4 separate regions of the Mus musculus genome follow, and all the other regions are linked to region 1. Evidence: chromatin contacts called from public Hi-C and HiChIP or PLAC-seq data. All regions are on one chromosome and are shown on one strand. Each heading gives the region's core, a stretch centred on a gene start, on an enhancer-like site or on the middle of the called end of the contact. The rest is flanking DNA. Distances are from core to core; before and after follow the strand shown.

The links. A called contact is a pair of places that touch in the nucleus more often than the background predicts. HiChIP or PLAC-seq counts read pairs in DNA pulled down with a chosen protein or histone mark.
Region 2: an H3K27ac HiChIP or PLAC-seq map of extraembryonic endoderm stem cells shows a contact between it and region 1, with 4 times the contacts expected there. The contact joins two enhancer-like sites. A contact is called at or near these places in 3 of 115 datasets of contacts at active chromatin or transcription factors (embryonic basal ganglia, extraembryonic endoderm stem cells and trophoblast stem cells).
Region 3: an H3K27ac HiChIP or PLAC-seq map of extraembryonic endoderm stem cells shows a contact between it and region 1, with 3 times the contacts expected there. The contact joins two enhancer-like sites. A contact is called at or near these places in 5 of 115 datasets of contacts at active chromatin or transcription factors (astrocytes, cardiomyocytes, embryonic basal ganglia and 2 more).
Region 4: a Hi-C map of extraembryonic endoderm stem cells shows a contact between it and region 1, with 1.8 times the contacts expected there. The contact joins two enhancer-like sites. A contact is called at or near these places in 4 of 39 promoter capture datasets (the 3T3-L1 cell line, 3T3-L1-derived adipocytes, hippocampal neurons and 1 more), 8 of 484 Hi-C or Micro-C datasets (the C2C12 cell line, the HL-1 cell line, cerebral cortex and 4 more), 4 of 115 datasets of contacts at active chromatin or transcription factors (astrocytes, embryonic basal ganglia and stem cell-derived neural progenitor cells) and 1 of 9 other capture datasets (embryonic stem cells).

The regions. Positions count from the first base shown.
Region 1 is chr8:118,825,853-118,832,837 of GRCm38.p6, reverse strand. All of the region lies in intron 4 of Cdh13 (cadherin 13), which reads right to left. Among named protein-coding and RNA genes, the nearest start is that of Gm31893, 230 kb to the left of the region's middle. Within about 2 kb of position 2,402, at least 34 of the 459 cell types and tissues checked have an H3K27ac peak or open chromatin away from gene starts, as enhancers often do. A contact at or near this core is called in the HL-1 cell line and extraembryonic endoderm stem cells, where this site is marked.
Region 2 is chr8:118,346,693-118,353,677 of GRCm38.p6, reverse strand. The region is part of intron 1 of Cdh13 (cadherin 13); the gene reads right to left. Among named protein-coding and RNA genes, the nearest start is that of Gm51555, 16 kb to the right of the region's middle. Within about 2 kb of position 3,322, at least 31 of the 459 cell types and tissues checked have an H3K27ac peak or open chromatin away from gene starts, as enhancers often do. A contact at or near this core is called in extraembryonic endoderm stem cells, where this site is marked.
Region 3 is chr8:118,372,547-118,379,531 of GRCm38.p6, reverse strand. The region is part of intron 1 of Cdh13 (cadherin 13); the gene reads right to left. Among named protein-coding and RNA genes, the nearest start is that of Gm51555, 42 kb to the right of the region's middle. Within about 2 kb of position 2,476, at least 29 of the 459 cell types and tissues checked have an H3K27ac peak or open chromatin away from gene starts, as enhancers often do. A contact at or near this core is called in extraembryonic endoderm stem cells, where this site is marked.
Region 4 is chr8:118,441,119-118,448,103 of GRCm38.p6, reverse strand. All of the region lies in intron 1 of Cdh13 (cadherin 13), which reads right to left. Among named protein-coding and RNA genes, the nearest start is that of Gm24035, 18 kb to the right of the region's middle. Within about 2 kb of position 3,248, at least 21 of the 459 cell types and tissues checked have an H3K27ac peak or open chromatin away from gene starts, as enhancers often do. A contact at or near this core is called in the HL-1 cell line and extraembryonic endoderm stem cells, where this site is marked.

The DNA.
Region 1 (6,985 bases), core at 1,153-3,652:
TAGCTATCCCAGGTCTGTACTTTTTCATACACAGTTTAGAATAAGCTTGCCTACAGAGATCCTCGCTGAGATTTTAGCAGGAATGACAGTGAGTATAAATGTCCCCTTTTTTGTGTATGACATCACAGGCACGTTACTTATCCTTACTGAACGTCTCTTTGTAAACAGCTTCTCAAATTTGAAACAGGAACCCCACCTTTGAACAACCATTCCCACGATGTCCGGCGCGTGACTATCTTAGTTGTACACTGTGAACAAAGCTACTGCGAACATGTCCCTGAGAGGGCAAAGGTACTCTGCATTTGGAGTTGTTCTTTAGGGCAAATCCTCAAAGTTGGAGGGAAGACTCAAACACTGAGAAGGGTTCATCTTCTTATGGTTATTCTTCTTCAGTCAGCCTTACACAGATTTTGCTATCTGTATGTGAAAAAGACTACCACCATTAGCTTGAAATTCCAGTGAGGCACGATGTGGTATATCAGGGAGGGAGGGAGACTGTCAGTGATGGCAAGGGAGGCTACAGAGACAAGAGTTTTGCAGCTTCCATGCTTTCTGCAAACGACAATGGCTGTGTTGGTGGTGGCTGGCCTGATGCTGTTACTGCCACAAACCTGCTCTCAGGTACTCCCCCCCCCTCCCCCTGTATCCAACTTGAGAAGGTGGCTAAGTGGAGCCCACTTCTATCTTCAAGCCAGTTATTTGCTACTAAACTGCTTTTCCTTAAAGTTCCTTTTCATCCAAAAGAAAAGAAGATTTAGTTAAGTCATTTTCTTTTTATCCAAGAAAAGCAAAGGGCACGGATTGACCAGCCCCATCGAGCTGCCTTTTGTTTTGACGATGACGGGAATGGCTGTCATCTGAGGGAGCCCTGAATGGAGTGAGAAATATCCATCGTCAGCGCGGGATAGCTCAGGCTGCTGGGAGACCTGACACGGTTCCATTTGTGTTTCCATCCTTCCTAATCAAGTTTCTGCCTCTTCCTGTAATGGAAGTCACATTCCGGGGAGAGAAAAGAAAACAAAGCCTCTGCCTCTAAAAACTGTGCTGGGCTGGGCCCTTAATAGTGAGCGTGAGAACAGAAAGCTCAGGCTCCCCAGATCGCTGTGTGAGGACGGGAGAGGAGTGGTGAGCCCTGCTGGCCTCATCTCAGCCATCTTAGTGTGGACTGAGCTTGTGGCTCTGTGGCAGGGTTCTTGTTTGACAGTCCCTTTGGACTCCATGGGAGACGAAGCAAACAGAAGGGACAGCATCAGCACTGTGGGGCAGACAGCTTCCCAGGGGCCTTGCTTTATATTTTGACACTGACTTCTGTAATCCAAGCAGCCTGTGTGTCAGCCTCACTTTCCAAAGATGGAGGCGGAACCTTAACTAGTAGAGCAGGGTTTTCAGGCAAAGCTGTCCATCAGATCTGAGACCTGCTGGACCTCAGGCTGAATGCTTCCCTTTGGCCCTCCCCGGTTCTGGTGTGGGGGCCGACCCTGATCTAAGCTAGAGGGGCAGATCTAACACTAAATCGATGCTGTGATGTAAAAGAGAGCACGGATATGCTCTGCGTGTGAGCAGCACTCTTGCACACGTGGACTGCTCGGAGTGAGGGGCAGGGCCTGTCTGCTTTGCCTTGAAACACAGTGCCTGTGCTTTCCCATCCTACAGAGAACACAGGCTCTACATGGAAAGAGTGGGCTTCCCTCCCAGTTCAGAGGAGGGGAATCAAGCCCTCTGTGCATCATCCATTGGAGGTGGGGTTCAGAGCATCGGGCTCAAGCTTCAGGTTCAAGTTCTTATTCATACCTCGATTATCCACTTTCGGAGAAACCGTCACTAAATCTCTCTAAGCCTCAGCTCTCTCTGATGTGAGGAGGGCCTGGTACCCACAGGAGACTTGCTAGGGGGACTAGGGTGAGCAGTGCAAGGGGAGAGCTGCCATTGAGGACACCCTGTCACCTGCCATTCAGCACAGGTTCTGCACCTCCCTGGATGCTGGCAATACTGTTCGCAGTATTATCTGCAGATGCACACACCCTCACTCCGCCGGGGGGGGGGGGGGGGGGGAGCCAGACAGCCACAGAGTGCCTGCTGTCTCTCTCTCTCTCTTCCTCCTGATCCTCTCCCTCCTCACCCCCTCCCTATTTCTTCCCCACCCCATGACAGGGGCTCAGATGATCTCTAGTTCTCATTCTCCTGTCTCAGCATCCCCCAAGCACTTGGATTTCATGCATATACTAGCACACCAGCGTCTTTCTTCAGTTTCACTGAAGTGGTTTCTGTGGTTTGGGGATGAAGACAATTATACCATGGAAACTGCAAATAAAACCACATCCCCACCTCTGAGATACGCTTGCCTGTGAGTCATGTGTAACAATTGTTCCCCTCAGATCCCTGGGCACGTGCCTGGGCATGCCTCCTTGATATACACAGCTCAGGCTACCTAAAGTAAGGGAACAGTCAGCCCCCACGCCCAACTCCCTGAATCTAAGACTGCAGGAGGCTTCGTGACCACACACACACACACACACACACACACACACACACACACACACACACACACTTGCAGCTCAACCCTCCCCCTTAGAGATAGCAGCGTGGAGTCGCTAGTTCTACGCTCACGAAGGTGGCTGTGGCTAAGGAGACCTTGATCCTGTTCCTTTGCGCCACCCGGATTTATGTTTCTTCTTTGGACTCAGCTCTGGGGAAATTACTTTTCTCCAAGTGTGATGTCTCTTTTATGTGGGAGATGGGCGGGGACTGGGGGAAGCAGCATCCGTTACCTATCATCCTGTGATAACATCTAGAAGTGAGAAAACACACACTGGCATCATTCAGAGAACCCTTCCAAAGGTGGCAACTCCTCAGCTCAGGGCTGACATCCCTTGTCCCTTTATTTGCCCGGCCCCAATCCTCTATAGAGACGATTTCACCATGGCTCCTAACACGTAGCAGACATGGCTGGATGGACTGTCAGTGTTGAAGAATACCACTGTGCATGTGAGGCAGCCACTCTGCATTTGTGAATGCTAATCCCCAAGATCAGACTCTGAGGAGACTCTCTGGGAGGGCAGAAGGCAGAGAAGTTTCTAGAAAGAGTGCCCAGCAGCAGGATACAGGTCATGCCTGGCGACCCATGAACTTTCCTTTGGGTCCATCCTCATGTCTCCTCACTGTCCTCACACTGTCCTCACACTGTCCTCACACTGTCCCCTCACTGTCCTCACACTGTCCCCTTTCACCCCACCCCTCATCATGTTCCCCTCAACTCCCACCATCAGATAAACCTAAGACATGAGCAGTGGCATTCTTACGTTGATTTTGCCCACTGGGGAAATTGAGGCACAGAGGTTAAGGATTTGGTCCAAGCTCTTATAAATTTGCATCATCAGCAGCTGACAGAGAAAATAACAAACTTCTTGAAGTTGATGTGCACAGCAGCAGCTCTGGTTACCTACACATGATCAGCACAAGAAACAGTTAACACTGCAGCAGGCATGGGTGGGGGGAGGGGTTGGAGTTCCACTCTTGGCTGTGGATCTATTGGCAGCTTATAGCACCTGAGGGAGGGAATCGCCTTCTTTTCTGGATATGACCACTGGTAGGTTCCTCATGGCCCAGTATGAGCCACACATTTAATCTTTAAAATTTATGTGTATTTGTGGATGCAGTTGTGCATGTGTGTGTAATACCTACAGAGGTTAGAAGAGGGTGTCAGATCCCCTAGAGCTGGAGTCACAGGCAGTCGTGAGCCACCCAGTGTGGGTACTGAGAGTACCTACATTGCTGCAAGAACAATAAGTGTCTCTCAACTGCTGAGCCGCCTCTCCAGATCCTGACTCAGGGGGTTCTTAACAATAGAAAGAAATAAATAAAAAGAGTACCTAGCATGACTTTGGTAGGGAACTGGGATGGGGACACTTACTGGGTATTGTCAGGAGGTGACATATATGGTCAATGTGCATTATATAAATGCATGAAATGCAAAGAATAAAAAATGTTATTAAAAAGCCAACTCACGTGATAGATTATGTTGCTTACACAGGGGGCTGAGCCCTGACAAGCAGTCACATCTTATGACCCTTCCTTAAGCGGTATGAGGTAGAATCTTGTTTCTATCTTCCAAGTCCAAACCCAAGGCTTAGGCAGGCTAAGAGACTCCCCAGCGGACACTTAGATATGCGTGTCCTTTGAACTTTTGTCCTAAGTCACTACATTAAATAGTCAGATCGACGGTCTACAAGAATTTAACCAAATAAGCATATCTCTAGCCCAAAGCCTGCCCTCTAGGTGACCAAAACGAGCAAGCCGAGAAATGGTCAAGCCGCTTGTTCTGGCCAACTTAGTAAATTACACAGGAACAAAGGGGGATTCAATCAATTGCTTAGCAATTAGCCATTATGAAAAGATACAGAGAAAAATCCAATGGGCTGTTTGGTGGAGCAGGAAGCATTTTAAATGTCACCACAGTGAGAGAAATATTTGAAGATCTGTCTTCATAATGGTTAACTAATTGCAATCTTCAAATTTTATTGCCTTGGAAAAATAACTCAATTCCAGAGATAGAACATTAACACTTGGGGACATTTCTCTCTTTTCTTTGTTAGCATGGAAGAGAAGTACATAAGTGGATGAATCTCAGTAATTTAAAGGGACTGCTTCCCAACTAATGATCAGGAACCCCATGGGCAGCATTGACTGTCAGTGACCATGTTACTACCCAGCAACCTGCGGCAACTTGTGGTAGGTGTTTCTGTCATAGGGAATCGCAATGGCAAAGAGACATTGGGATCTCTCTCTCCAAATGCCAAGTTCTGTTTAATGAAATTCCAGTGCTGCATAGACAGCTACACCCTGGCAGAACCATGGAGACTGGTAACTACACATTTACATAGTAAGCCCCGCCCCCTTCTTGTACTAGTCCTGCCTGTTGAGTGAGGATAGCAAGAGACAAGTCCAACTGTTCTCATTTTTCACCCACAGGGGAATGAACTTCAGGACAAATGGAACCTAGTGGCTTCAGGAATGGGTGTTTGTCAAACCGTCTCCCCGGGGCAAAGTCTGACGTAGCTGGTGATGAAGAGGTTCTTGCCTGGATAGTCAAGGGCTAGGAGGATGCTGTTTGTGACCACACAGGGAAAAAAATCCCATTGATGGTGGAATGGAATTCAGCCAAAGAAGACTACAAACAGCCTCAGGCTGGATCTAGCTGCTTTGAAGCCACCTGCAGCCTTGGATGTCCTGAGAGTAGGATACAGTGCATGCCTGGCCCTGACTTCAGCTGTCTGAGTGGGTTTCTGTCACTCACGAGTTCCATGAGAATCACTTCTCAGCTACTCAGTTATTTTACCCCAGTTTCTTAATATCGGGGCAACCACAAGAAGGCCACTGGGGATAGAAGTTTGGAAGGAGACTAACTCACAGTTAAAACTTGGATGTAAAACCCCAAAAGCACGGAGAAGGGATTGGGAAAGGAACTCTGATATTCTGATCAAAGGGGCAATTGCTGGCCAGAGACTGAGGACCTGGGTCACAGCTAAGTGCTTGGCATATTTAGAGGTCACAGTTAGGAATCCACTGTGTCCTAAAGGCACATGCAAATTCAAAAGAAAAAAGAAAAGAAAAGAAGAGAAGAGAAGAGAAGAGACGAGACGAGACGAGACGAGACGAGACGAGACGAGACGAGACGAGAAGAGAAGAGAAGAGAAGAGAAGAGAAGAGAAGAGAAGAGAAGAGAAGAGGGAGTGCTCTGACTTATATTCGTATGCCACAAAGCAAAGAAGTCTGTAAATGTGTTTTGTTGAAATTGGGATGCTTTCAGAGTATGTTAGACACAGCTCATTTCTCAAGAACTGTGAACTCACCGTGCCCACATGACTAACCTAGGATGGATAAATGCCAATGAACCCTGTCCATGTCTAAAATCTGTCCAATGCCAGAAGTACAGCTTTGCATTTGGCTTCAGTTTGATTTCACCTCCTTCTGGCCCAAGGTCTTGGTCAGCAAAGTAAAAAAAAAACCTAGGCACAAGAAACAAGAGAACGAAGAGAAGGCAGAGTGGAGTGGCAAGCGGCTGAAAGAGGCACAATAAAGCGTAATAATTGATGATAAAACTTTACGGGAGGTCATTAATCCTAACCACTTCAATTTCCAAAAGGAAAGATTCATTGTCTTTTTAAATAGACAAAATTTGAGTTTATGGGGAAATTTAATAATATTCATGCTTATGTAATAAGAGACTCTAAGAGACTTAAATTTCCAGTGGCTTTGGAGTAGAGGCAGGATGCTAAAGAAGGAGGCAGGTTGAGAGGAGCCAGGCTGAAGGCCAAAGCCTGGCATGGGTGTTAAGCAGTGTTCTGAGCTTTAGGGTTTCACCTGGAGAGAGGCAAGTGATGGAGAGACTGGAATTCAGCAAGTGAAGCCTGTTCAAACCCAAACTACCAGATCCAGGGAGGTTCTGTCTCCCTTCTGATCCTTCTATCCACACTGGCTCTGAGCCGAGCTCTGTTACTTCCCGAGTGACTGTGGTGTCCCCCCCCACCCCCCCAACCCCCATTCTCTGTGCATCAGAGGGGACCAATGATGACAGGAGCCATAACATGCCTGTCATCCCTAACTGCATGCACATCTGGGGCTTTGTTTCTTAGTTGAAAGGTCAAAGTCATGGCCACCTTCAAGGCTCTTCATGACCTGCCATGCCTCTCTGTCTCCTATCTCTCTCTTGCCTGGTCTGATCCAGCCACACCGATCTCCTTGCAGTTTCCAGAACACTCTAGACAGGCACCTTCCTCTCCCCTGCCAGGCTGACTCCTTGGATAGAGGCACTCTGTGCCTCCCTTGCCAATTCTTGGTAAGGATCTCTCTTTCCTCATTTAGCCCCAGCTCCACCCCCACCCCTGCAGTCCATCCAGACCCCCTCCCTACCCAATGTCTCACCTTCATCCCAAACTCCAGCCTGCCATCCTCACCATCCTCTGTTACATTAACCATCACAGCAACT
Region 2 (6,985 bases), core at 2,073-4,572, 480 kb after region 1:
GGCCCCAGGACTTACAGACATTGAATGAATGAATGAATGAATGAATGAATGAATGACATCCTCCTCACATTTCCTGCAAGGTGTTGAAATAGGCTTGGATAAACTGACCAAAGCTTTGGGAAAGCTGACAAACAGAGGAGGCAGAATGGCCTCTGAGGACGCAGCCTTAATGTTTCATTCTGTAACATGTATAATTCAAAGTCAGACTCGGAAAGACTGATGCTCAATCAAGGCATTCCCACCATGCTGGGGGCGGGGGAGAGGTGTGGGAGGCTCAGAGAGCCCACAACAGCCTGAGGATTGCTTGCATTCAGGGCTGCAAACTCCCAGCTCCCCAGCCCCACTCTCTTATTTGTCTGTTACTTGCGGTTTTAGTTTCAGAGTTTAGAAGCACTTGAGTTACATGGTCTACCGTTCTCAAGGCTCTTTTGACTAAGGCTGGGTGATGAGTTTTTTATTTGGAACATTGGCAAGGAGAGGGGGTGGGCGGGCATGAGAGGAGAAGAGAAAGTGGAGTGCCTTGGAAGAAAAACTAGAAACAGATAAAGAAAAAAAAAAGGAAGTCAAATGGAAACGTGTGTGTGTGTGTGAAAGCTTCTGGGATTTCTGAAACCATTGAATGCTAGACTAGTGGTCTACATCCTGAGTCAGGCTACATCTGCAGGGGGCCTCTGTACATGCTTGGTCATAAAAGGCTACCTTCTATGGCAGGTAGTTCTAATTGTCATCTTGACATAATCTAGAATTACCTAGGAAGACTCTCAATGAGTTATTGTCTAGACCAGGTAGCACTGTTGTCACATCTGTGGGTGATGACCTTCATTAAATTAAATAATTAAAGGATGTGGAAAGACCCACCCACTGTGGCAACAGCATTCCCTCTGCGTAGGTTCTGGGCTGTGTAATACAAACAAACAAACAGCTGAAGAGGAAAGCAAGCAGGCATGTATACATTTATTCTCTCTGCTCTTGGCTGTGTAAGCAACTAGCTGCTTCCAACTCCTGCCTTGACGTCTCCACAATGATAGACTGTAACCTGGACTTGTGGACAAGTAAACATGTCCTCTCGTAACATTGCGTCTATCACAGCAACATGAATGAAACATGAACATTTCCTGGTAAGAACCTGAGCAGAAATGGGCTGGGATGAGGAGCTGATTAAAGCAGACTCTTTGAAGGGGATACATGGAGCTGGGCTAGTGGGGTAAGTACTACAGTCTCTGGGATGCTATAGGCCAGACATGGGCATGGGCCACGGAGGAGGGAGACCAGCGACATGGGGATTGTGTGTGGAGGTGGGTGAGTTATCAGAAGAGGACAGAGAACCAGGTTCTGAGCTTCAGAGACAGAAGGCCCAAGGGGAAGGAAAGTAAGACTGGAGACAGGACTCTTAACGGGCCAAATGGGCATCGTTTGCTCTTTTATCAGCCGTTTCCTTGTTCTCTACAAAGCTCTAATGTGCTTGGAAACTGTACTCCCCCTGCCAGGTAGGGCTGACAACCCAATTTGTCTGACTTGAGAAAAGGGCATTTGAATACGGTTGTGCAATCTGAACATCCTCTCATTCATAGAAATTAGTCAGACATAAAAGTGAGCAAATAGCTAACCCAGTTCCTTCGAATTTTGATACCTTAAGCATGCTGGGAAGCAAGAACTCCCTCCCTACTGGGGAGTACAGAAGGCAGACACCACATCGTTACCGCACACTCATTCAGAACAGAGCCAGTAAGACTCCAGGTTCACCAAGAGTGGACTCACAACGACACTCCCTTACCAGGGCAACTCAAGGGCAATTCTGAGTTATCCACCTCTCTTTCTGTACTTGTTTTTGTGATGGTTAAATTTTAATCATGGGTCAGACACCATTCATAACCATATGGGAAGAGAGTTTCCATGACAGATTATTCACATTGAGTTGGCCTGTGGGCATGACTGTGAGGGATTGTATTAAGTTAATTGACGTGAGAACACCTAGCCCAGTGTGGGCAGTACTATTCCCTAGTCGCAGGGTCATAAACTCTATAAGAAAGGAAAAAGCAAGCAAGCAAGCAAGCAGGCAGGCTAGCATACATTTATTTCTCTTTGATGATAAAGTGTCTCTAACTTTCCTGAGTTCTTGACACTGTGGCTTCTCCACAATATGACCTGGAATTATAAGTTGAGTAAGGATGCCCTTTCTCACCCTGAGCTGTATTTTGTCACAGAAACAAGCATGAGACTAAAATGCTACTACATGATTAAACCATGATGCATGTGAAACACTGGCAAGATCCATGAAGAAGGAACTCTTAGGCATATACTTGGTCTAAGAGATGGTCTTAGACATATACTAAGCTAAAGAGGAGGGTAAGAACACTGGTAGTTTTTCCAGGGGTCTTGAGATCAATCCCCAGCAACCATATGGTGACTCATGACCATCTGCAATGAGATCTGGTGTCCTCTCCTGATGCACAGGCATACATGTAGGCAGAAAATTGTATACCTAACAAATAAATAAGTCTTAATAAAATAACAAAGAAAAATAAATATACTCAGTAAATATATATGGGAAAAGAAATATATCACAAATACTAAAGGTCTTAGCCAAGGATGCAATCAAAGAGGACACATCCAGCATGCTCTCCCCTAAATGAGAGTTTTTAAGCCATAGCAGGAGTTATAAGATGAGGAAAGAAATCAGAGCAAAGAGACTATATAGTTCATCTACAACAAAGAGGAGCCAGGCCCTGAGGGGACTCAGTTAAGGGCTTGTTGTGCAAGTCTAAGATTCTGTGAGTAATACACAGAACCCCCTTAAGACAGCTGGGTATAGTGGAATGGTGCTTATAACATTAGTGCTAGGGAGGTAGATATGGGCACATTGCCAGGGCTTGCTGGTCAACCAGTCTACCTGAACTGAGACTCAGGCAGTGAAGTCAGTGAGAGAGACCGTCTCAAAACAAAAACAAAAACAAGCAACAAATAGTAGATAGCATCCTGTGATTGTCTTCTATCTGCCCCCACCTCCACACACACCACCACCACCACCACCATCACCACCACCTCCACAACAAGAACAACAGAAAGACCTTTGAACTAGGGCAATGTTCACACGAGTGAAAGAGAGATGTGGTTGCCATGTACTTCAGACATAGGGTCAGGAGGATTTATCAGCTCACAGGTTATCAAGGAAAAGGAAGAAATAAAAAAGTACTCAGATTTTCTAACTTTGGAGGTTGAATGGGGCTGGTAATGCCATTAGCTGGGAGGAGAGGGGAAAACAAACAGGAAGAGGCAATGACTCAGAGACAATGAGTCTCTGCTGGGCCACACAGGGCTGAGGCTGCCCACGAAGCTACAGGATGGAGATGCCCGGGACTAGGGAGGGGCAGCATTTGCTTGTACACAGCCTTATATGGACGTCTTGAACACTAGAATAGCGTTACAAATTGAATCGATATGGATGGTCACTATTTGTGGGGTTGGGAGGCAGCGGGGCTTGGACATTGGGACGTCATAACTGAAGGCAATTAAATGCTGTCAGCAGCTGCCCTGCAGGAGATCTTGCAGGACAAAGAGAAGACTCAAAACAAGGTGAAGAACCACTCCTAGGGCAGGACTTGCGGTCTCTGAGCCTTTGAGAGGATTAGATATGGCCCACATTCCAGACCATTAGTCCCCAGGGAAAGGGCAGCCAGGATTCTCTGACATCACATATGAAGGGCAGTCCTCATGTGGCCCTGACTCTCAGCTTGTTTTTCAGAGTTCTATCTTATGGCTCGCTCTGTGCACGGAAGAAGTTCCGGGTCCCAATGATTGAGAAAGTGTGGCACACTCCAGTGAGGGCTGGGGAGATGGGTTGGGTGGTGAGGTGCTTGCTGGCTAAGCACAAAGACCTGAGTTTGATCCCCAGAACCCACCCGATGAAAATTCAGCTGTAATGTCAATCTTACCGTCTTGGTACCGAGGAGGCAGAAACAGGTAGATCCCTGGGGCTCACTGCCCAGCCTGCCACACCTATTTGGTAAATTCCAGGCCAATGAAAGATCCTGGCTCCAAAGAACCAAGTGGATAGAACAATATCAGAAGCTGACCGGCCTCCACAGAAGCACACGTGTGTGAACACACGCATGCACACACATACACACACACACACACACGCACATGTACATACACACACACACACATACACATACACACACACACACACACACACATGCACATACACACACCCACACACATACACACACACACACATACACATACACATACACACATACACACACACCTGTGCACTATTTCTTCAGTACACAATTTATCTCCTCTTTTTTAACCTCACTGCTCCCAGTTTATTCAGTTGTATTTCCCTTTGAACTCATAATGCCACGCCCGTTTGTTACTACCCATAACAAGCCATAACTAATGTGCATAAGCTACTCTGCACGTCAGCCTAGGAAAGACTGCCCTGAGACAAATTTCTACAGTAAGCCAACTGTTCCACAAGCCAGTCTTAGCTTGAGAGTAGATCAACAAAACTCCCTGGAAGCATAGGCATGTGGGGTCAGCTAACGGGTGGAGTCATTTTAAATAAATCTCTTTTCACAGGACTCCTGAGGCTCCTGCTAGCATCACTCTTGTGAGGCTATATGAACCACCTCAGATTAGATGGTCTCCTCCTGACAGCTGAGTGACATTTGACACAGACAGGTGACCATCTCAATATCTTGTCTCAGTTGCTCAAGTGCATTGTCTGACTCCAGGAGAAGAACGGTGACGAAGGCTGTGCTTGTGGACTTAAGTCCAAGGGTGTGTCATGTTTAGAGATAAGTGTGATCCCAGTTAGACTTACGTTAAACACGGCGTCTAAAAAGGTCTTTATAGAAAAGGTTACTGTGAGGGTTGCTGTAAGGCCCACAGAAAGGGCAGCCATGCTGAGGCAGGGGAACCTGGGATGGGGCTTGAGGAAGCACTATTTTGCTGTCTGCCTTGCTTTGGATGCTCTTGAAATTAGCCTCCAATCAACCCAGGTTGAGCCAGAATTAGCATAATGTGTCGCCTCACCAACTGTGTTTGAATGCTTCTTCTTCATTCCACTAGTCCTCAGGGAAGCTCAACCCCAGGGGCAAGGGAGACAGAGAGCTGGCAGGAACGGCATGGGTGAGCATCTATACCCTCCCAGGCTGGACCCAGGTTCATCCAAACACTTCACCTCTTTGAAGGTGGAACAATGGTTGTCAGTTCCCTCTGCCCTTCAGCAACCAGGCTATGGAGTGGAGCAAACCAAATGGCAAGTGGCAGGTGTCCTATTGTCAACGGGACATTATTTGGAGTGCAAACATTTTCCTTTCAAGCCATCAACTGACAACCTATGACTCAGAGCCATCCCAGTTTTGTATAGCCTGCAAACAAAGGATGTTTATAAGGGATTGTTAAAGACAGCGCAATGTATAGTAAGAAGGGGAGAAAAAATAGAGACAAGGAAGAAGAAGGTAGGCTAGGGTAGGCATGGGGTCTGCAAAGCCTGGTACATTTACTATCTGTCCCTTTTCAGGAAAAGGTTTGCAGATCCATCTTAAGTCCCCCGCAAAGCCCTTTGCTCTCCTGTAAGGAATTGCAAGCACTACCTAATTCTTCATGTCTGTCTGTGCTTACTTAGCATCCCTGCTGACAGATGCTGAGCTAAAGGACCTTGCAAGTAGCCTCAAAAGCACCTGCAGGCCTGGGTTTGTCCCTTTTGCACCTCTTCACTTGCTCTGAGAATGTGTACATGGCCAAGAGATTCGACTATAATCTGATAGAGGTGGGGCAAAGCCCAGCTCCCCAGTTATCACTGTCAAGACCACATAGGGCAAAAACTGTCATCTGACTATCGGAAAAGTGAGGAAGCTCAACCAAGATCAAGCTACCCACCTGATGGTTGGCCTCACACCCATGGGCAAGAAGCCTCACCTGGTAGATGCTCACCCAAATCTATGTGTTTCCGTTCCCCCAGCACAGACAGAGGTCTTCAAGAGACATGGAGTTGTTTACTCAGTCTTGACTCAAAAGCAGGCCATAGCTCTCAGTTTTGCTTTTAGATGCAAACAGCAAATAGACACTGGCTGGGTCCATTGACTCCACATTGTAGAGTAGAATACAAAGACCAGAGAAAATAACAGCTTGAAATTTCAATTTTTACCCATGCTTCTGTCTTCTGTATCATGGGCATGGCATTACTCTGCTGACTACAGCTACTGGAACCTACTTGTACAAGCCCAACCCTACAATCTCCATCTACCCACTAATCCACCTATACATACAGTCATGCTTGCATGCCTACATACCTATACCTAGCCACAGACATCCACTCACACCCATCAAGTAATTATTTATAGTTCCCATGTATCATGCACACAGTCCAGCCCTCGGTGGACCATCTATGGAGTTTATCGTGTCTTCCATTCCTATTCCATATGGCAGACTGGATATTTCCATTCCTATTCAGTATGGCAGACTGGTTAAGCCCTTAACCTTATTACAATGTATTCTTCATAATAGAATATAGATGTCTTATATTTAAACTGCTTGGGTATGTTTAGAATGAATGGTGAAAAACTTAAACATATATACAAATATCCATACCCAAATATGGGCATATATATATATAAATGACCCCTTTAAAGGTAAGATGAGGAGGACAATATGGAATGGGTGTGACAAGTCTTCTCTCTATACTCGGACATCTGCAGCACCCAGGAACATATTGTCAACGTTGCCCAGGTGACTTTCAGTGGGAACAGAGGCACACAATTCTTTGATGACAGACCTTTCTGAGACTCCGAGAAAGCCTTTGCATGTCTCTCTGGCTGAAAAGCAAGTGGTGTGAACTCACACCGTGGTTTAGATGACGTCAACAGGTTTTCTGACACTCCTCCCTTCAATGAGTGGAAGCGAATTGTTCTTTACCCCTTCAGAACGGTGCCACCCCCAGTGACCAGCTCCCCATGTCTGGAAGGTGACTCCGTAA
Region 3 (6,985 bases), core at 1,227-3,726, 450 kb after region 1:
GTATTACTGAGCAGCAAGCAACATTGTGGTCTCAGGTTTCGTCAGATCATAGTGGGTAATGACGTTGGAGTCCATCTACACCTTCAATTTTACCCCACAGGGCTCATAGACACTCACAGGCACTGAGTCAAACCACACCTGGAGGCAGTTTAAGTCCTAAAATCTACACGCTCTCTTTCCCCATTACACACAACCCGGTCAGACTGGAGATAAATCATAAAGAACAATGTCTTGATTTGACCACTCTGGTAGCTGTGACAAAATCCAGCCCCACAGCAAGACTCAATGGCATCAAAACTCGTAAATGACCACACTGTTGCACGCCAAGTTTAGCAAGGCACTTGTCCCCCTGACCAGTCTATGAATAGCACAGTCACTGTTGGGACAGAGCCGCTGTATGACAAGGACTTACATGCCCTGTCTCCTGTGACAGGGCCTATCTCTGTCGCTAAAGCATCTGTGGCTGGAGTATTTGTGATAATACCACAGTTCATCTGCCCGGCGTGGAAAAAGATGAGAGCTGTCTGCAGATCACAGGTGTTGGATTCGATTTTGTTACAGAGATCGAATCCCTGGGAATTTTCTGTTTCTGCCTGCTTCCTTTGCAAAGTGCCTCTCTGGAGCACTCCTAGGTCATCGATAATATTTGAAAGGTCTTAAAATTCAGGGGCCTGGGAGAGAGATTAGCTGGCGAAGTGCTTGCTGGGCAAGCCTGGGGGCTAGAGGCTCACCCCAAGCACCCACAGAAGAAAGCCAAGCATGGTGGTATACGACCGGATACTGAAGAGGCACAGTGGGACTCACTGGTCTGCCAGTCTAGTTCATTTGGCAAGTCCGAGGTACTCAGAAAATAAAGTGGACACCGAAGACAGACCCCCGATTTCCACACAGCTATGTATACACATGCATCACATAATTATATACTCACATGAACATGTATACACATGTATGTGTGTGCATGCATGCACACATGCATATAGACTGGGGAATAGACTACTTTATACCACTTACTGGTCTGAAACAGCCTCCTCTGAGCTTGTGGGGGTACCCCCTGATGAGGCTTGCTTCAGCTGCCTTTACCCTCTATGTAATGGATACACTATGCAATGGGCAATTGAATATACCCTCAAGACCACACTTGAGTGAAGGGTCCAGGAATCCGGCTGCTGAGAGCACAGACATGGGCAGATCTTCATGACTATCCCTTTGGGGGCCACCTGGGCAGTGTTCCTTTTCCACCATAAGTATTAACACTGAAAGACACCCATGCAATGGCTGGTTACACTGGAGTGGGAAGGCCTGCCCACCTCAGATCATATCAGAACTTGTCTCAGGACCCAAGAAGCAGTGAAGGTAGCCAATTAATTGGCTATGTCCTAGATGAACTTCTCCCTCTGTCCATCCTGCTCTGTCCCCACTATTCAAAGCTCCTGATCGCCTCTGAACCCTATGTCCCCACTCAGAGTGGCTGCCACAGTCCACAGCAATCTCTAGGTTCCTGTGAGCCAGTTTGAGATTAGAACTCTGGCCTCCTCTGGAACACCACATCTCTTTTCTCTCTTCTAAGGCCTCCAGGCTGCCCTCCTGCCCAGCCTCCAACTTTCACCACCACCACCACCACCCCCAAGTCGCTGGCTTACTCTGCTCTGGCCATGTGCTGCACTTCTTCAACACAGGACACTTTTCATCGTGACTCTATCTCATTGGTTCTTCCTTCCGCCCAGAAAGCTCTCAAAAAATACTTCAGGCTTTGGCAGGGCAGAGGGGGCACCAAATATCTGTCACAACAGATTGACTGGCTTTTTTTTTTAAATAAAAATCTAATTTATTTATGTGTATGTTTTGCCAGCATAAAGGTATATGCACAACATGTCTTCTTGGAGCCCACAGAGGTCAGAAGAAGGCACCAGATCCCCTGGAACTGGATGGAGGTAAACCATCATGCGTAGGCTAAGAATCAAACCCAGGACTTCTGTAAGAGCAGCCAGTGCTTTTAACTGCAGTGTTCTCTCTCTCTCTCTCTCTCTCTCTCTCTCTCTCTCTCTCTCTCTCTCTCTCTCTCTCTCTCTCTCTCTCTCTCCCTCTCTCTCTCTCTCTCTCTCTCTCTCTCTCTCTCTCTGTGTGTGTGTGTGTGTGTGTGTGTATGTGTGTCTGTGTCTCTCTAGCTCCCAGCATTTTTTCATTTTAACACAAGGCAGCCACACGTGCTGTGTAACAAACAAAATGGACTGAGATGAGCTAATGGCGAGCCCTGTTTGTGATACAATCTATGATCCATACATCATCCATATCCATAGTTCATGGATAATTTGGCCACACTTGCCTAAATCAGGAGTGTCCGCCCTTCAGATGTTAGTATATAACTTTCTCCTCTACTAACACTTTGTTTTCCATTTAGAGCTACCCTGCTCACACCCCCAAACTCAGGTCCTCTGGCAGGCCTGGCAAACACATTGCTGACTTGAGTCAGCTCCCTGCCTCTGATACTCTATCTGAGTGAGTAAACAAGTCCCCAGCAGATCTAAAACTGCAGACTGCTTGTCAGCATGGCAACCAACATTGAGAGACGAGAATGTTGGCCAGCATGTAGATTAGAACATTCCTAGCCCGGGCATTCACCTGGCATGGGTAGCTAGCAAGCTGGCCATAGTTTCTCCAGCTGGGGTGAGAGGGATAAATCTCTCGCCAACAGACCTCTTTCTCCTCCACTCTTCTTCCTGTCTGACATCATTTACAGCAGCTTGAGAAATAGATTCATCCTGGCTGATCTTTAAAGAGGCAGTCAATACCAATATGAAAAATAATTACCATACCTGGAAAAAAAAAGTGGGCATTGATTTCGGCAGCTACAGGAGCCTCAAAACTGGATTTCAAGTACACAGTGGTACGGTAGAAGACGCTGATTGCTTGGCCTGATGAATTTAACTTTTGCTGGATCAAACTGAGGCTAGAACTTTAAAATATAGACGTCTTCTAAAAAAAAAAAATCAGCATCACAGTTTAACCCAGCTGCAAATCAATCGAGTGAGGACTACTTTGAAGAAACTGTATGAGGTTCAGGGGACACGGTGATAGGGAACGTGGACTGTCCCTCCTGATACTTGCATTCTTCTGATAAAAAGCCAGCACATAATTCATCCTTTAACTATAATTAAGGCAAATATTGCAAAAAAATGTGTTGTAGAGGGGACTGGCATGGTCTTGGGAAGTCAAGGGAGGCGCTCTGTAAGGAAATAACATTGAAGCTGTAAGTTGAAAAGGTTGTGGGAGGAGCAAGAATGAACAGTGCTCATTCCAAGGAAAGGCTGAAAACCTGAGGGCAGTGGTGTAAGTATTCATTTCAGAATATTACACACATACACACACACACACACACACACACACACACACACACACACATATATATGTGTGTGTGTGTGTGAATCTAGTAAAATACTTTAAAAAACTGACACTTGACAAAAAGTACCAGGCTCACTGCTAGACACATACAAAATGTATAATCCACATTTCCAATCTCTAAGACAAATACCATAACAGTGAAATATCTAATAGTCCCCGCTGAAAACTCTGGACATAGCCAGTTGACTTTTACAGGATGACATTGTTATTTTTTTTGCCAACTTCTTACACTTGTTGCCGATCTAAGATCATAGCTGGTGAAGAAACACAGCTCCCAGATCAGTGAGCCACTCTTTTTATTAAAGAGTTGTGTGTGTGTGTGTGTGTATGTGTGTGTATGTATGTATATATGTGTGTGTATGTGTGTGTATGTGTATGTATGTGTGTGTATGTGTATGTATGTGTGTGTATGTGTGTGTATGTGTGTATATTTGTGTATGTATGTGTGTATGTATTTGTGTGTGTATGTGTGTGTGTGTGTGTGTGTGTGTGTGTGTGTATGTGTGTGTGTATGTGTGCATGTGCGTGTATGTGCGTTTGGTGTCCATTGCGGACAGAGGAGAGTGCCAGATCCCCTGTGGCTGGGATTATAGGTGCTTGGGAGCTATCTGATGTGGGGCCTGGGAACTGAACTCAGGTTGTCTGTAAGAACAGAGGATGCTCTAAACCACGAAGCCAGCTCTCCATCCCCAAGACTGATGCTTAAATGCAGCAAGGATGCCACTCTGATTGTCAATGCTGCAGAGGCATCTCTCTGAATTATAACAATCTGAACACTGGGAGTATGCCTTTGGTTGTTTTGCGAGGAAGGGAACATGTACGATAGAACATATACTACACGGTGCACATTCTCGATTTGAGATACCGCCGGCATTTTCAAAGTGATGGGGACTGAACCTAGGGCCATGCAAATTCTAGGTTAGCACCTGGTACTGGTCTAGATCCCCAGCACATGTCATTAACCTTTCTCCCCATCAGTTTTTCAGTTTTACACATCTAGACAAGATACAAGCAAACCATGACTCGGCTGTTTCAGTAAATAAAGTTTTATTGAGTCAGAGCCTCTCTGTTGCTCTCACCCTCTAAACTGCAGAAGAGTCCAACACCCGCCAAGCCTAAGATATTTACAATCAAGCTTTGTAGAGCTTTATATAAAAGAATACTGGCTGGCTGCCAGTCCCAGTCATCAACAAAAGACAAAATCACGCCCTGACTTACAGTGTCTGCCAATGCCTGTGGTATAAATACTTCACTACTAAGTTCAAGCCACTGGGGCCCCCAAGTGAGGTGTTGAGAAGACAAGAAGGGGTAGGTCCCCCATTTGACTTCATCACGGACAGATTTACGTAACAACAAGCACAAAGACAGCAGTGAAAAGTTTCCGTGGTGATGCTTGGGAAATGTGTCTTTCTCTTGTTTATAATTTAATGCATTGGAAGTTACATAATTTCCTTTCCATACGGCGAAAGTCCTGCTGTTTATGATCTTCAATTTGCAAATGTAACAAGATGACATGTCTCTCCCTTAAACCCATGGGATACATTGTCCAAGATGACAGTGTCTCCCTTAAATCAATGGGATACATTGTCCATGTTTGGAGCGCAGAGATAAATGAATGTCAGATAAGGTAAAGCTGGCCAATGGAGCTGTGATTAGTGATGAGAAATATTCCCCATAGACCCCTGTGCTTGGACATGTGGCCCCTGTTAGAGGAGCTGTTTGGGGAGCTTCAGAAGATGGAGCATCGCTGGAGGAAGTATGTCTTCTGGGGACAGGCTTTGAGGTTTTCTAACCTGGCCCTACTTTCTCACACTCCCCCACCACCATGCCTCCCCGAGAGGCCCCTTCCCCTCTAAGCTGCCTTTTGTCTGAGCATTCTGTCACAGCCACAGAAAAGCGACTGATCCAGGAATCAGACACACCCTGCAGGAGGTGGAGGGATGAGATCTCATCTTCTGAGAGGTAGAGTACCAGGAAGTCTTCTGGATGGGCAACAGTATGACTCCTCCCAGATCCAGATAGCTAAGGATCTAAGCTGCACAGAAGCAGCTCAGTGTCGGGTGTGTGTGTGTGTGTGTGTGTGTGTGTGTGTGGTGTGTTGGGCGCCATTTGAGATGTGTCGCCAACACTAATGTTCTTAACAACCCTGTAATATAGGGTCTCAATATTACCGTGTCCCCTGCGAGGGAAATAAGGATAGAGTAAGCAATTAAACAATTCACCCAAAGATTTGCATCCTGAGCAACACGGCTGGGAAAGGCTATTTTTTTTTTCAACTCATTCAAGGGAATTAGAATCTGCAGAGCGGTGGGGCAGTCCACAAACATGCATAATGACTTCTGTGTCCCAGTGCCTGGGTGGTGGCTCAGTTGGTAAAACATTGTGAGCTCTAGGACCTCAGTTTCAGTCGGCAGAACCCATTTTAAAGAATTTTTTTTAAAAAGAAAAACAGGACCTGGGATTGCCTGCTTAGAATCCCAGCTATGAGGGGCAGAGACAGGAGGATGTCCGGGGATGCCTGGCCAGCCAGCCAGCCAGCCTGGCCTATTTGGTGTGTTTAAGGCAATGAGAGAGATCCTGCCTTAAAACAAGAGGAAGGCCTTGGCTCAGCCAGAAGAGGAGCAGACAGAATGAACCAGCTACATGGTTTTCTCTTTATTCTAACGGGTGAATCCCTTGACAATCTATTCCTGTACTTCTCTAAGTGACAGGAGCAAGGGGGGAAAGGGAAGAGATGCCATGTTCTAAGTGTGATGGACACCCACCATGTAAGACCTCAGAAGCTGAAGTTAGTCCCTTAGCTCTAAGTGTAGCTAATGCTTCCCTCAATCACAGATCTGATTACCCTCTTGGGGAGAGGAGGAATAAAGAGGAATGAACGCCTGCTAGAAGCTGTCATGGCTGCTAAGTGCATGGCAGACATTTGTGATTTAAGTTGAAATGTTACTTTTTTTAGGGAGAATGAAAATCAGACAATCTTCTAATTTGGTGCATTAGGGAAGAAGAAGAAAAATGTGCCGGGGAGGGGGATAAGTGCCTATCTCAGGAGTGTCACCTCCAGTGATTTGCAAACTCCACAGGTACATCCCATGCATATTACAGAGTGTGACCAGAAAGATGAATAGGGAAGGATGCACACTCACCACCTCTGTGGCTCAGCTGCTGCTGCCCTCTCCTCGGGACCACCTGCTGACCCTGGCACCCCTCTCCATTACCTTTATCTCCAACATGGCAGCTACTGAGGCCAATGGATGGGAGATACTTGGACATCGTTAAAAGGAGATGCTTCAATGGGCAAAGGACTTGTCACACAGAGGGAGGCCCTGAGTTCAGATGCCCAGAATATACATAGAAAGAAGATGCAGGAGCATATGTCTGTAATCCCAGCACTGTTGAGGCGATATGGGAGATGGATGTAAGAACATCACCAAGAGGCTATGGGCCAGCTAGCCTGCTGTACGTAGCATCAAATCATACTCTGTCTCAAACAGGGTAGAGGGCAAAAATGGACACTTGACTTTGACCTCAGACAACCACACACATGCTGTCGTACATACACATCCATATTCAGATACATACACAACAC
Region 4 (6,985 bases), core at 1,999-4,498, 390 kb after region 1:
ACTGAACCGAACAACAGCAAAATACCAAGTATTGAACTTCCCTTTGGTGACTATCTAGATTCATCCCTTTATAAACACGACGGTGGATACTCCACACTTTTCAATACGATGAGTATACACAGGGAAGGAGGTTGGTATTGACTTTGTCATATATATCCTTGTCATTTGTTGTTCTGAGTAGACTCGATGGGCTTGAACAGTGAGGAAAAAAAAAAAGACAAAATTTAGTGGTTCAGTGAGGAATGTGGTGGTAGACACCAAGGCCTGGAATCCCATAAAGACCCAAATAACTGCACATCTTTGAGCAGACCACTCTACCTGTCTAGACCTCAATTTTCTCACCTGAAAGATGAAAATTAAAATGGTGCTCATATGTGATGGTTATGGCTACCTTACAAAGTAATTCTCACTTAGCAGACCACGAATGTGTAGTGCTACTCAGCACACATACTTAGCCCAGTACCTAGCACGTACAAATGTCTCATAAATACTAGGTAGTGTGCTACATCCAACAGTAGTGAGGAGGACAAGGGATGGCAGAAATAAGAGAAGAATGAAGGGGAAGCATTTTCTGACCCCACCCCACCCCACCCCCGTTACATGCTTTCAAACACACAGAGCTTCAGAACATGCCACAGTCAAATAAACACTATTAGGATGGAGGGCTAAATTCATGAGGGCTAAACACATCCCCCTCGTAGTCTACAGCTATAGCAACACAGTACAAGAAAGATACCTGTAGGTGCTGTCTGTAAGGAGCAAGATACTGAAGTCAAGCATGGTCACCCTTGGGTCTATGGAAAGGAAGTCTTTCCATGCAATCAGATAGAAAGAGCTGGTGCAGAGCCCAGGAAACCAGGGTCTTTGTTCGTTTGTTTTGTCTTGTCTTATCACTTTTGCAAACGTCAGATTCCAAACTGCCTCTTAAGAGCCATGCTAGCCAGCAACACAACCGCTAGGCAATTTGGCTCAGGGCCTTGCTTAGTGGTCAATACCGCTCTTCCAGAGAAACCCCACAACTAAAGAGATGGAAATATAACCACAGCTTAAAGTGTTAAGCACTGTTAGCTCAGTTGTGTATGTAGCTCTTAGACTCTGGTCAACCCTGCAACTTTTCATTATACCCTCCCCAGTCCCTTTCTCCCGAGAACTCCTCCTGATTCTTAACATGGGACACCAGCAGGGACCTGCGAAGAGGCGGGAAGGTCAATTGCAGAAATGTGCTTCCATGTCTACTTTGTAAACAGCTTCTTCATGTATCCCCCTTTTCCATGGCCTGGTTGGGTTGGACGGTGCTGACCCTGCTGGCATCTTGCCAGAGTCCTCTCTGGGAACTTGGAATCTTCCTAATCAAGTTATAGACCCCTGTCTAGCTGAAGCACGTTTCCCAGTAGAGACCAGCCAGCTTCCCAAACCCGCTGATGGCCTGCAGCCAGAGGCCAGCCTGAGCACTCAGTGATGGCAACTCCCCGGCACGCACGGACATTTGTAAAACTCATGCCCATCCGACAGCAGGGCAGCAACTTCTACAAATGGCCCTGAGGGACACAGACATTCCACAGCCCCTGGGAGGAAAAGTTGACCTGGGCTAACAGCTCACATCAATGACCCCCTGCAGCCCCTGGACTCCATTCCCTTTGGAGTGGCAGGTAAGGAGCGATAGCTAGGATCTTCAACCCATTTCAGAAAACCTCACATGGAAAGCCAAGCAACACATTTTAGCAAGAGTCCCTGGGAGAAAAGGAAAGCTTTCATGGGCACATGAATATTTTACGTAGTGTGGAAAGAGATCTGAAACCAGACAGACCTGAGCCCTAATATTAGCGTATGGGCTGCACCACTCCTGCAAGCAAGCTTAACTGCTTCATGCACTTTGCTTTATCAGAGCTGAAAGCGGGGGTTGGTGAGGAATGCAACCCACAACAGGAGGATGGTTCCCATACGTGGAACATGGTACAGTCAGTAAGAGCCACTTTCATGGCTCCACTTAAAACACAGACCTGTAGGAGACTTGGCCTGCAGTGTAATCACCAACAACAGTTGTCTCAGCTCACAGCTACTGGGAAGAGAAGGTGTCTCCTTACTGGGCAACAGCTAACTATTGTCTTAGTCTGGTCAATCATAGGGATAGAACAGACCCAAGGCCAGTCATCAGGGAGAACACTGAGAAGAATACAGTTTATCATACACAGTATTTATTATGTATTATTTATACACAGTATAAAGAAATCCCAGGATGGAGTTAAAAAGTGTGTGTGTATGTGTGTGCATGTGTTCATATGAATATAGACCTAGACATGGCATACACACATTATACATAAATATGCATGCACATATATGCTAATACATAAACACATTTAATACATGCTCACAAACATAAACAATAAACACAAAGATATATATACATACATACAAATATATTTATACATGTACATATACACATATGCACATATACACAAATACATAGATGTACATATACACATACACACACACACACATATATATATACACACACACACACACACAAATATACATATACATACATAAACATAGAGACTGTAGACTTGTAACTCTGTGCCCTTACAAATTTACCAGTAGATTTCATGTCTTTAACATTGAATTAAATCACCCTGCATGCCTAAGTCTAAATAACATTTTACCTTAACACGGAGGTAGTCAGTACCTCTTGGGTGGTAGGGGAGCTACCTTTAAAATCTAGATGAACATCGGTGTTGATGTGAGGTGGTGAGCAGGTCTCATTTCTTAAGGTCATTCAGACACACCAATAGACCCAGCCGGGTCTATTCAGATCACTGCCTAAGTGGTGTGACAAGAATTTCCCAAAATCTTGGGTTAGGTGTCATATCAATAATATCTGCCCTTGAACTGCATCAAGACCCAGTGACAACAGAGCCTGTTCTCTCTAGAGCTTTGTGTCATGGCACACAATGGCAATGCTTGTCCTGTGGCCATATCTGTCCTTGCTCCCATTGTCCTTTAGCCACCGTTGTCCCACTGGGCTTTGTATGGATGAGAATGTAAGGCCTGGGCTCTCTCAAGCCACTGTGGTATTGAGCAGTGGGTGGCACATCTCAGCCAACAACAGCTGGCACCTCCATTGTTTTCACCTCATGGGGAAAGCTACAGCATGTTATTCCAGAGACAAGTCGGTGTTTATCTCATCTGTACTTCGTGCAGCTTTCAAACCGAAATTTAAAACAATGGTCAATGACTCATGCTAACTACGTGGTCAAGAATCAGATCCACCACACCCTTGTTCTGGGTAAGGAAAGGTTGATGACGTCCTGTCCCCAGTGGCCACCCAGTCCTGGTGAAAAGAAAAAGATCCGCATTCAGCCTCTTGGGGTAGATGGCCCCCAGCACATGCAGACACAGCCATGTCAGAAACCTGGCATGCTTCTGTTACCCGTGGAAGGAGAGGGTGCCATACACCCCAGCTTTCCCCCTTTCCCCAGCCTGCTGCTGGATCCCCTCCAGCCTCATATAATGGTGACTAAATACGTGTCTCAGCAGGGAAGCTCCAGGAGACCTCTCAGCCGCAAAGGCAGAGTCTGTCCTAATACAGCCCGTTATCAAACATCTAAAGCACAAGTTCAGAATTTGTATCAGCCCAAGAATCCTAAGTGGACCTAAAGATCAAAGGATGGAAAGAAAATTCATAAGAAGGATCAACCCGGGGAAAGGTGCATTTCCACCGGAAGATGGCTTATCAGTCTCCCACACTGAGAGCATAGCTCCCAGAGTATGCAGCCTGGAACAGAAAACCTATCCTGTTGCTCCATGAACTACTAAATGTATGGGTTATTGTCTAAGAGGGTTTTACTGCTGTGAACAGACACCATGACCAAGGCAACTCTTATAAGGACGACATTTCACTGGAGCTGGCTTAGAGGTTCAGAGGTTCAGTCCATTATCATCAAGGCGGGAGCATGGCAGCATCCAGGCAGACATGGTGCAGGCAGAGCTGATAGTTTTCCATCTTCACCTAAAGGCTGCTAGTGGAAGACTGACTTCTCAGCAGCTAGGCTGAGGGTCTTAAAGCCCATACCCACAGTGACACACCTACTCCAACAAGGCCACACCTATTCCAATAAGGCCACACCTACTCCAACAAGGCCACACCTATTCCAACAAGGCCACACCTATTCCAACAAGGCCACACCTACTCCAACAAGGCCACACCTACTCCAACAAGGCCACACCTACTCCAACAAGGCCTTACCTATTCCAACAAGGGCATACCTCCTAATGGTGCCACTCCCTGGGCCAAGCATATACAAACCATCACAGTTACTCAAGAGTTCCCATCCTAAAATCAAGAGATCAGCCAAGAGCAGGGCATGGTAGAATAGACCTACAATCTCAGCACCTGGCAGGGAGTGGGGGAGGCAGGAGGATCATTAGAAGTTTGAGGCCAGCCTGGGCGACAGAGCAAAACCCTGTCTCAAAACCAAAAACAAAGAGAGTTGACCAGGAAATGGAATAGATTCCACACACTCCCTCCACCGGGCCACAGAGGGCAGTAGAGACTACAGTGCTGATGAACCCTGCCTCTCTCTCCATTCAGATGATTGAGGGCATTCATCTATTAGTTGAATTACACTGGGTATGCCTCTCTTCCGTCCTGGAACCTGGGCTTCCACTGTAAAAGGGGGGTGTGGGGTGTGCTTACCTCTTTCTCTGGGAGGCTGGGAGGACCAGGAAAAGGACACATGGCACACCAGACAGATAAAGCCACTGTGAGTTAACACCAGGAGGGCAAAACCTTTTGCATCTTTCTCAGATTCTGCATCCCAGAGCTCAAGAGCATTTTTGTTTGTTTGTTTGTTTGTTTGTTTGTTTTTTAAACTGTTAGACCCAGAGAAATGGCTCAACACGTAAAGGCACTGTCACAAAGCTTGGAGAACTAGGATCCCACCCTAAGACATGTGATAGAAGAACCAACTCCTGAAAACTGTCTTTTGAGCAATATATATATATATATATATATATATATATATTTTATATATGTCTTTTGAGCAATATATATATATATACATACACACACATATATATACACACACATACATACATATATATACATACACATACATACATACATTTATATACACATTTATGCATGCACACACACACATACACACACATGCTAAATGCACAAAGTAAATAGTAATACATTGAAATGTTTTATAAAAAAAATTATTCTGTGCCTAGACCTGGATTTGGTAACCACAGGACCCAGCCTGCTGCTGTCTTAGCTGGCTACAGAGTGTGTGAGCCAGGCAAATGGACATTGCAATCAGACACCAACAGATCACCAAGGAAAGACAGGGGCTGAGTTTCTGTACTCTGAGACCATCCCTGGCTTCTCTGTGGAATGGGATGAGAACTCTACTGTAGAGGAGACGGCATGGAGCACTCTGTAGCTATTATTTTTTAAGTCCTAAATCTTTCGGAAACAGATTGCTTTTGTGTCGATGCGGGCTGAGAGGAGTGGGTTTCCACTCTCTACGAGAAAAGACGCAGGCAGAGCGATCAACTTGGAAGAAACTAGAGTCAGGAAAAATTGGTTTGAATTATTCTACGGCTTAGATAAAATACCATAACTGCTTTGGAGTTCTGAGACATGGCGCCGAACAGGCTTCGAATTTACAAGTTGTTTGCAAAGATGTCACAACAGCACTGTTCCACTCAGTCAAAGAGAAATTAAGCCCCCGAGACAATACAACTTGCAAGAGTATTTTCTGAATGAACCAAATGTGTTGCACGTGGCTTGGACCAGACCTAGAAGCAACTCAATGGTTCACCAGTTTCCTGAAGAGCTTGCCTCTGGGGGTGAGGGGGAGAATTTGAAAGGATCTTCATTCCTAGATGCCCCAGGGGAAAGGAAAAGGAATAGAAAAGAAGAAAGTATTTTCTAGAACACAAGTGCAGCTGTTTGTTTGTTTCCGTCTTCACAATGCTGGTGAATGGTAGGAAGCATTTTTTTGTTACACTTATCTCCCTTTTCCTGTCTGGGTAATCTAAGGGGCTTCTAGCAAGGAGGTAGTCGTACTGCCACCCAGCAAAGCCTGGCCACCCAATCCAGCAAATGCTCCGACTTAAGGGCACTCGCTGCTGCCTCGGGCTGTCCCTTTCATTCTTGACTCAAGGGGAAACTAAACTGAGGGGCCCATCTTCCAGCCTAAACAGTTACCCTGAGATGCCTCCGAGTCTTCTATAGTTCCTCACAGGCCTTTCAACGCCTTGGGAAAGGGTCTGGGGAACAGCCTTGTTGATTCTGAGCATCTCAGTAGACAGGAGGGAAGAAGCTGAGCGGAATGGAATGAGAGATATCAGTGCTTGCTCGGTTACTATATTGGGTCTGAATATTTTTCCAGGGGTCTGACTTTTAAATGATGTGGCCTAGCAGGGGTTCACTGAACATGGGCAGACTGACACGGAAATAAGAATACTCATTTGGGAGAATGGCCTTTGCTACTTGAGGTACCAAGCTCAATTGGATAATGAAACACTGGGAACTCAGCAGGGTATTTTTTTCACCTAAATAAAGAACACTCAATTAAATTCTTTTTCATTTGGACAGGAGGGGTGGAACAGTTTTTTTTTTCCCCTTCCTTTTCTACACAAAGTATCTTCTTGGCTCTTGGCCCATAATTTCCCCCCTTCTTATTATTGCCTCTTGACTCCTCCTCATAGTGCACAGTGAGTGTCTTCACACCCTGCCTTCTCACAAGTTGATGGAAAGTTCCCCCATGTTGCTCTTGGAGATGCTCATTACCAAACGAACTGAGGAATGGCTTTGGCAGGCGATGCATTGGTGATGCTTCCAGTCGCTTCTGAGACCTCCATGCCATGGGCCACTTGCTTGGCTGCGTCTAAAATGTCTTAATGCTGCAAAGGTTGTATTTACAGCAGCCATCTGTGAATGACTCCATCAAGGGCTCACTCAAATCCAGAGTCAGAA